2 separate regions of the Gossypium arboreum genome follow, and region 2 is linked to region 1. The links are chromatin contacts, called in public Hi-C maps. All regions are on one chromosome and are shown on one strand. Each heading gives the region's core, a stretch centred on a gene start, on an enhancer-like site or on the middle of the called end of the contact. The rest is flanking DNA. Distances are from core to core; before and after follow the strand shown. Region 1 holds the start of LOC108453195 (CDPK-related kinase 3-like). Region 2 has its middle 19 kb from the start of LOC128296142.

Evidence for each region. Hi-C and Micro-C count contacts between places; a contact is called where the count stands out from the background.
Region 2: a contact with region 1 is called in a Hi-C map of leaf, with 4 times the contacts expected there. The contact joins the enhancer-like site here to the promoter of LOC108453195 in region 1. A contact is called at or near these places in 2 of 5 Hi-C or Micro-C datasets (both in leaf).

The regions. Positions count from the first base shown.
Region 1 is chr7:75,243,441-75,247,053 of ASM2569848v2, reverse strand. It overlaps LOC108453195 (CDPK-related kinase 3-like), which reads left to right and starts at 1,962. Exons shown (of 11, transcript XM_053030531.1): 1 at 1,962-3,272. The coding sequence starts at 2,697.
Region 2 is chr7:75,527,571-75,531,041 of ASM2569848v2, reverse strand. No RefSeq gene overlaps it. Among protein-coding and RNA genes, the nearest start is that of LOC128296142, 19 kb to the right of the region's middle. Within about 2 kb of position 1,676, at least 1 of the 2 cell types and tissues checked has an H3K27ac peak or open chromatin away from gene starts, as enhancers often do. A contact at or near this core is called in leaf, where this site is marked.

The DNA.
Region 1 (3,613 bases), core at 713-3,212:
CATGCAGTCTCCCTTCTGTGAGCTCCTTGAACGCGTGTAAACTAAGATCATGGCCTTCTCTTGGTTCGTGCCAGCTAGATCCGCGAACTGGGTCCATGAACTCCCTTTGTTGTCCTTTCACGGTTCGCCTCACACTCAACCATCTGGTGGGACCTATCCAGGTCATGGGTAGGTGACCCAGATCCTATCTAGGACTCGGGTTGCTGATCATCGATGTATAACACTATGAAACAACTTTGGACGTCAAAATTTGTGAACCAAAATTCAAATAACTTTTTTCTCTGATATTCGATACTAACTGTCAAATTGACTTGGATTTAAGGTATGTTCTTCTACTCTTCAATGGGTACTGATTCGCCATACCGATTGTCAAATCTTCGTTAGAAGGTCACTAGTAAAACTCTTTTAAAAAAAAAAGAAATTAACAATTCAATGACTTAAATAAAAACTTTTGAATAATTTAAAAACTAAATTGTAATCTTTTTTAGTTAAATAATCAAAATGAAAACTTACCTGTCATTTAGTGATTAATAATATAATTTACCTTGTATAAATTCATGAAATTATTCAACCATATTTCCTTTGAAAGAAAAGAAAGGCATGAAATATTGAGAAACCAAGGTAATAAAAATGTTGGTCTTGGTTTTGGTGAAGTGTCGTGAATCGAGGCCCAACTAAGTAGAGTGACTAGTCGGGTTTCAATTACCTAACGGAGGGTTCCCATCGACGGGTGCCTTTTAAACAGCGACTTTGAAACATTTATCCAATTTCCTCGTCACCATAAACAATGGAAGAAAAACCAAAGCCCATCCCATGCTTATTAAATTTAACCTATTTCTCCCTTTCATGTCTGGCCAATGTTATGCTAATGTGTCTCCTTCATGACTCAGCGTATTAATTAGGAAAAATTAGACTGGCCCAACTCAACTTCAGTGCATAAATGTATGAGTAATTTTAATGTGTGGGAATAGCAGTTTGAACAAGAAAGTTGTCGAATGTTGGTACCAATGGTTAAAGTTCAAATTTAGGTAATTTTATCGCGCTTTCTTTTCTTTTTAAATTAGTAATGATAAAAAACAACTATAAGACAATTAACACTTTTTAAATATGATAATTATAGGAACAAACAACAATCTTTTTCTTGAGAAACTTTGAAATATATAATTCAATGACGAGTTTTCACATTTAGTTTTGAGGATCAATCACAATATCTAAAAATAATAATTTCATGAAACATGTTCTTGCTATAACATTTTCAATTAAATTCTCTAAATTTTTTTAATTTCAGTTATTATAACTTGATATGATGATTAATTCATTCCAAGTGTTTAAAAATAAAGATTGATTAGTAGCATTTTGTTATTTTTAATCCATAACACATAATTTAAGTTATAAATAAAAAGTATGGAATTTATTTTGAGGGAGCCCATTCAATTTATTTTAACGTATGTAAATATACTCTATAAATTAATAAAATATTAAGGGCTTACTTAGGAATTTAGCAAAAACTTGGGAAGTCAACACTTTTAACAATTATCTAAAAGCTGAGGTAAGTTATCGTATATAACCCACTGTTAAAGAAATGGTGAAATAATGTATTTTATGAATTTTAAAGTTTTAGTCGTCATTAAACTATTAAATTAATAAATTTATTAAGTTGAATTTTATTAATTTTAAAATATGACGTTATAAATATATTATTACATAATACTATTATATTAATTTATTATTTTTACACAAAAAATTAAATTTAAAATTATTGTTTAAGTCAAAATAAGAATTTAAATTTTAAAAATACATGAACTAAATCTACAAAATTTAACTAAATATTATAATTGAAGAAGTGTGGTGTTGCAGGATGAAAGTAAAAGGAAAAGTGTTGGGGATTAGGTGAGGAAAATAATGGTGGTTGAATAGCCTCCTGTTTGATTGAGACACGTGGGTGGCAATGTATTTATTTAATTTTATAAATATGCCGTGAAATCTCGACAGAAATCCTCCAAAAATGTAGCCTGGATTACAGGTCATATAATTATGTTGGAGTAAATAAGTAGAGCCTTAATGTTGGTAAACACTTACACTACGGCCAGGGAGAGCAGTTGCTTCAATTACGCTGTCCTCGTTTGTTATTTTCCTTTTGGGTTTAACTAAAAGCCTTTATAATAATCGTTATGAAAGAAAGAGAGCCTCTTTTTTTTTCTTACTTAAATCTCAGTTTCAATCTAAGACGAAAAGTAATGGGTGAAGTTAGCGTGTTTTGATCCACAACCTTGGCGGTGTTGATTCGTCAGATGACATGCGGGGGTGTTTTAGTAATCATTCTTTACTACTGTATTCCAAGAACTCGCAGAGAAAAAAGTAAGAAAGAAAGAATTCCCTCCCATTTTGGGGAAATAAAGGAAAACACTTTGATTCAGTCAGTGTCTCTAATTCCAAATTACTCAACATTTCTTCTTCTTCTTCTTCTTCTTCTTTTAAAAAATAAATAAATAAATAAATAATAGAATTTGCTTCCACAGCCTATCCTACTTCTCCTTTCTCTTTGCTTCACTCTCTGGGTTTTTCTTTTTCCTTCCATATCTCACTCAAAATTCTATCTCATCAGATCTCTTGTCATAATCAGATCAGGAGGGAAGGATGCTGGAACCGTCCGATGTGTAGACTTTTGACTTTGTTGTGATCGGTAGGGACTTTAGATGGGGCAATGTTACGGCAAAGTTAGTCAAACGCAAGTAAATGAAACGACGTCAAATGCTACCACAACAGTCACAGAGGTGATTCCAGCCGATCCTGGGGGGCAAACGCCACTGCAATCCAGTAACGGCGCTGTTAATTATTTTCAATCAGTTAAGCATACTCCAGCTAGGTCATCCAGCCAGAGTCAATGGCCCAGCCCTTACCCCCACGGGGTGACTGCCAGTCCGCTTCCACCGGGTGTATCCCCTTCTCCGGCCAGGGCTTCAAGGGGTTCCACGCCTAGGAGATTCTTCCGGCGCCCGTTCCCGCCGCCTTCGCCGGCCAAACACATAAAAGCGTCGCTGTTGAAGCGTCTTGGCGGGAAGCCAAAGGAAGGACCGATCCCTGAGGATCCTGGAACTGAGCCGGAGCAAGCGTTGGATAAGAGCTTTGGTTATGGCAAGAATTTTGGAGCTAAGTATGAACTTGGAAAAGAAATAGGACGAGGGCATTTTGGTCACACTTGCTCTGCTAGAGGTAAAAAGGGTGACCTTAAGGATCAACCCCTTGCTGTTAAGATCATCTCAAAAGCTAAGGTATTCTCTTCACTCCATTTCTATGATATTCTTACCCTGTTCATGCTAATTGCTAAATAATTTTTTTAACTTTTGAGATATTTAGATTATTTTCTTAATGTTGGAGCTTCTTTCTGGAGGTATTGTTCTTAAAATTGGATTTCATTAAAATAGTCTTAAGAGAAGGACCTTTAGTTATTGATCGATGGCATAGCTGTTTATTATGCATTCCAAACACCTCATAGATGTTTGTTTTCCTCGATTCAACTAAACTCGGCCGATTATGTCTTTCTTGAAGAAGGTAAGTTACATAAGCCGGACATAATTCTAGAATAATCATGTTTACGACTTGGCCCCTGCCA
Region 2 (3,471 bases), core at 427-2,926, 280 kb before region 1:
ATCAGGTGTGTGAAAACGACACTTAAACTCGATAGAAACTTGACAAATCATGAAACAGGGGCTATTTTCAAAACTGCCCACTGCCACACGTTCGTGTCTCAAGTAATGTGGTAGATCGTGTTTGGCACATGGTCGTGTGAAACTTTGTAGAACGTGTGGCCAGATTATGTATGGTCAAGCTGTGTGTGGCACACCGCCGTGTGAAACTGTGCAAACAGTGTGGGTAGACTATGTGGAGCACACAGGCTAAGTTTTTAGGTCGTGTGGGTGAGACGATTGTGTGGTTCTTTTTGCTCAATTTTAGGGCTCAATTAGGGGCTATTTGAGGGACTCAAAATTTAGGCCTATAGGCATCATATGGGGCCGGAAAGGCTTAAGTTTCAATACATAAAAGTATTCGGATAAGCTTAAGAGGTATGTTAAGTAAGAAATGTTATCTTTAAATTGTGCTATGTTATAATTTGTATGAAATATGTAGTATGTATGCCATATGATTTATGATATATGTAAGTATGCTATATGATTATGATTTATTTGTGTTTCAGGGTGGGTTATGATATGATGGAGGAAGTGCTATATGGCAGCTAGACCGCAAATTTTGTATGGCAGCTCAATTGCAAATATCTGAGTGGCACATTGCTACAAATTGGTGTGATTGGATGGATAGACTCTTGTAGTCCTATATGGTGTGATTGGCTGGACGGAGATAGTGTATAGCGGATGGGGGTAGGGCATGATATGGTAGGATAAAATATGCTATGTTATGATTCAATATAACATGATATGCTAAGATTCAATATGATATGATACGTTAAGATATGATTTGTATAAAATATTATATGATATGAAACTATATCAGACATTCTGATACATATGTATGTTTGTACTAAAATTATGAGCCAAATCACACATTGTGCTTTAAGCTCATGCCTTTGTTGCTTTGTTTCAGGTGATCTTCTGACTTAGGATAGGATGGTGACTCTAGAGCTCGGGTTTCACATTCTATTTTGGTTTAGTACTATGGATTTCACTGGTTGTTGTTGTTATTATGGACATTCTGGACTTTTTCTTGGGTTTAATTTATTTTTAGATATTTTATGATTTGTTGAGATCTTTAGAACCTTTCTGGTTTTTATTATGCAAAAGTCTTTTCCTTTTTAATAACGCTTAACTTGAGATAACTAAAAGAAAAAGAGAATCACGATTTTTCAAATGATACGCGGTACTGTTTTCTGCTGTAAGTCTAATTGAAGTTTTCAAAGTGATTTATCTTGCAAATGTATCAATGAATTGGTTTTGATTTTAGTAAAATGATATAAGTTGTGCCTTTAGAAAATTGCTATGCTTTCAAAAAGCTATTCTAATTACTTTTCTTTCTGCTAAAATGGGCTTTCAATAAAATTAAATTTTAATTGAAAATTATTGAATATAAATATTAGAGATAAAAATTAATAAAAATAACTAATGAAAGGTAAAGTTATCCTTTTATTTAAAATTTATTTAATAAGTAAACCATAAACAAGTAAGTATTTTTAATCAAGCATAAGGTGGTTTGAATACTTTTTCGTATATAGTATAATATGAGATAATAAAGGTTGAGATCCAAAAGATTATACAGCCCAAAGGGCCCAAGACATTAACAAACGATGGATAGCTACAAACTGGAGACTAATTATACCCTTCAACCTTTCAACTGTATCATCGAAGGGATATTGAAGTTTACACATCGATGCATTCTTAGTTCATCCTTGTTTGCAGGTCCAATCTACGCTCGTGATTCAACATCCAGCTCTCAGAATCTTTCACCATCTCTAGAAGATACAAACATCACTCACATTTTCCATGAAGCTTTTGTTTGGTGATGGCAATCAAATTGGCTACGCGTACAGTACACCTCAATTGCAAATAGTTTCAGGGTGCGACGAAGTTTTGGTTCTGGCCTTAAATAGACAAGGGGGAAAGCCCATTTTATCATTATTTCACTTCAATGGTCTCAAGTGGGCTCTTCTAATCCCATCCCATTAACATATAGTAGGTCCAGTTAATTAGTATTCATAGATTTCGGTTAAAAATTAGGGTATTATACTTAATATTAAGTATTAGTAACTTTATATTTTATAATTCATTTTAAAAGTTTACAAAATGTCATTAACTATTCAAAAGTTAAAGTCACTAAATTGTTAAAATTATTGTTGTAAAGCCTTTTCTGTTCGCAACACCTACACTAATAAAAAATTCAGCTTTTCTTTTATGAAACAACTTTGATTATAAAAAAATTATAAATCAAAATCTAAATAATTTTTTTCTTCAATCTCCGACACTAATCATTAGATCAACTTAGATCTAAAATATGTTTTTCTACTAATCGATAGGTACTAATCCACCATACTAATTATCGAATCATCGCTTGGAGCTCACTAGTGGAGCTTACAAAAACTTAATAACTCAATTACTTAAATAAAAACTTTTGAACAATTCTTTGACTATTTTGTAAATTTTTGAAATTAAGTGACTAAAATATAAACTTACTAATAATTTAGTGATATTGGGTATAATTTACCTTAAAAATTATTTAACTTAATTTGTTATTTTATTACATTAAATAAATAATCCATCAATTATATTACATTTTATAAATATTATCTTAACTAAAATTGATTAACATTTTCCACTAAGGTATATATACTCTTAACTTGAAACTAAATCTGAAACTTGTTATTTGATGTCTTAAATATGAAAATAGAATACCAAATGTTACATTTAAAAAAGAGGATGACTAATTTAATTTGGATGTCGGCCTAGCATTTCAACAAGTCTAAGTAATATATAGCTGCCTAAAAACTTCCTAGCCAGCCTAATCATTATGCAGGTGAAAAATAAATAAAATTAAACAATGCATTTAAAAATAATAATAATTATTGATAAAATAATAAAATGTAAATAATTTTGTTAATTAACTTTTGGTTGTATTGATAAAATTGATGTTTTAGAATGTTGTGTACCCTAGTTCAAATCCTTAGGATGAATTTTTATTTTATTTTAAAATAAAATAAATTATTTATATAATTCTTATTTATGATTTTTGTTTTAAAATTTTGATAATTCATAATTTTTAACCTGAATTGATGCTCGATTAACTTATGATACTAACTTAATAAGGAACTTAAATAATAGTATAGTTTAAATATATAGCAACATTTCTAGATTAAGTATGCTTCAAAACATTGCATATTTAATGGTTTAACTTCTGAATGCCTGAATCTACATTTGTCAAACTTTTTAAAGGTCTATGATTAAAAACTCTAGGACATTTGATGATGGGTGTTGAGTTCACCAAAAATAAAAAGTCTAACACCTAAAATGGAATTTTAAATTGTTGTTATCAAAGTAGGGTCGATCCCACATAGATTGGTCTATCTAATTTAAAAGTTTCTTAGGTCCATATACGAACTTAAGTAGGCATTCCACTCG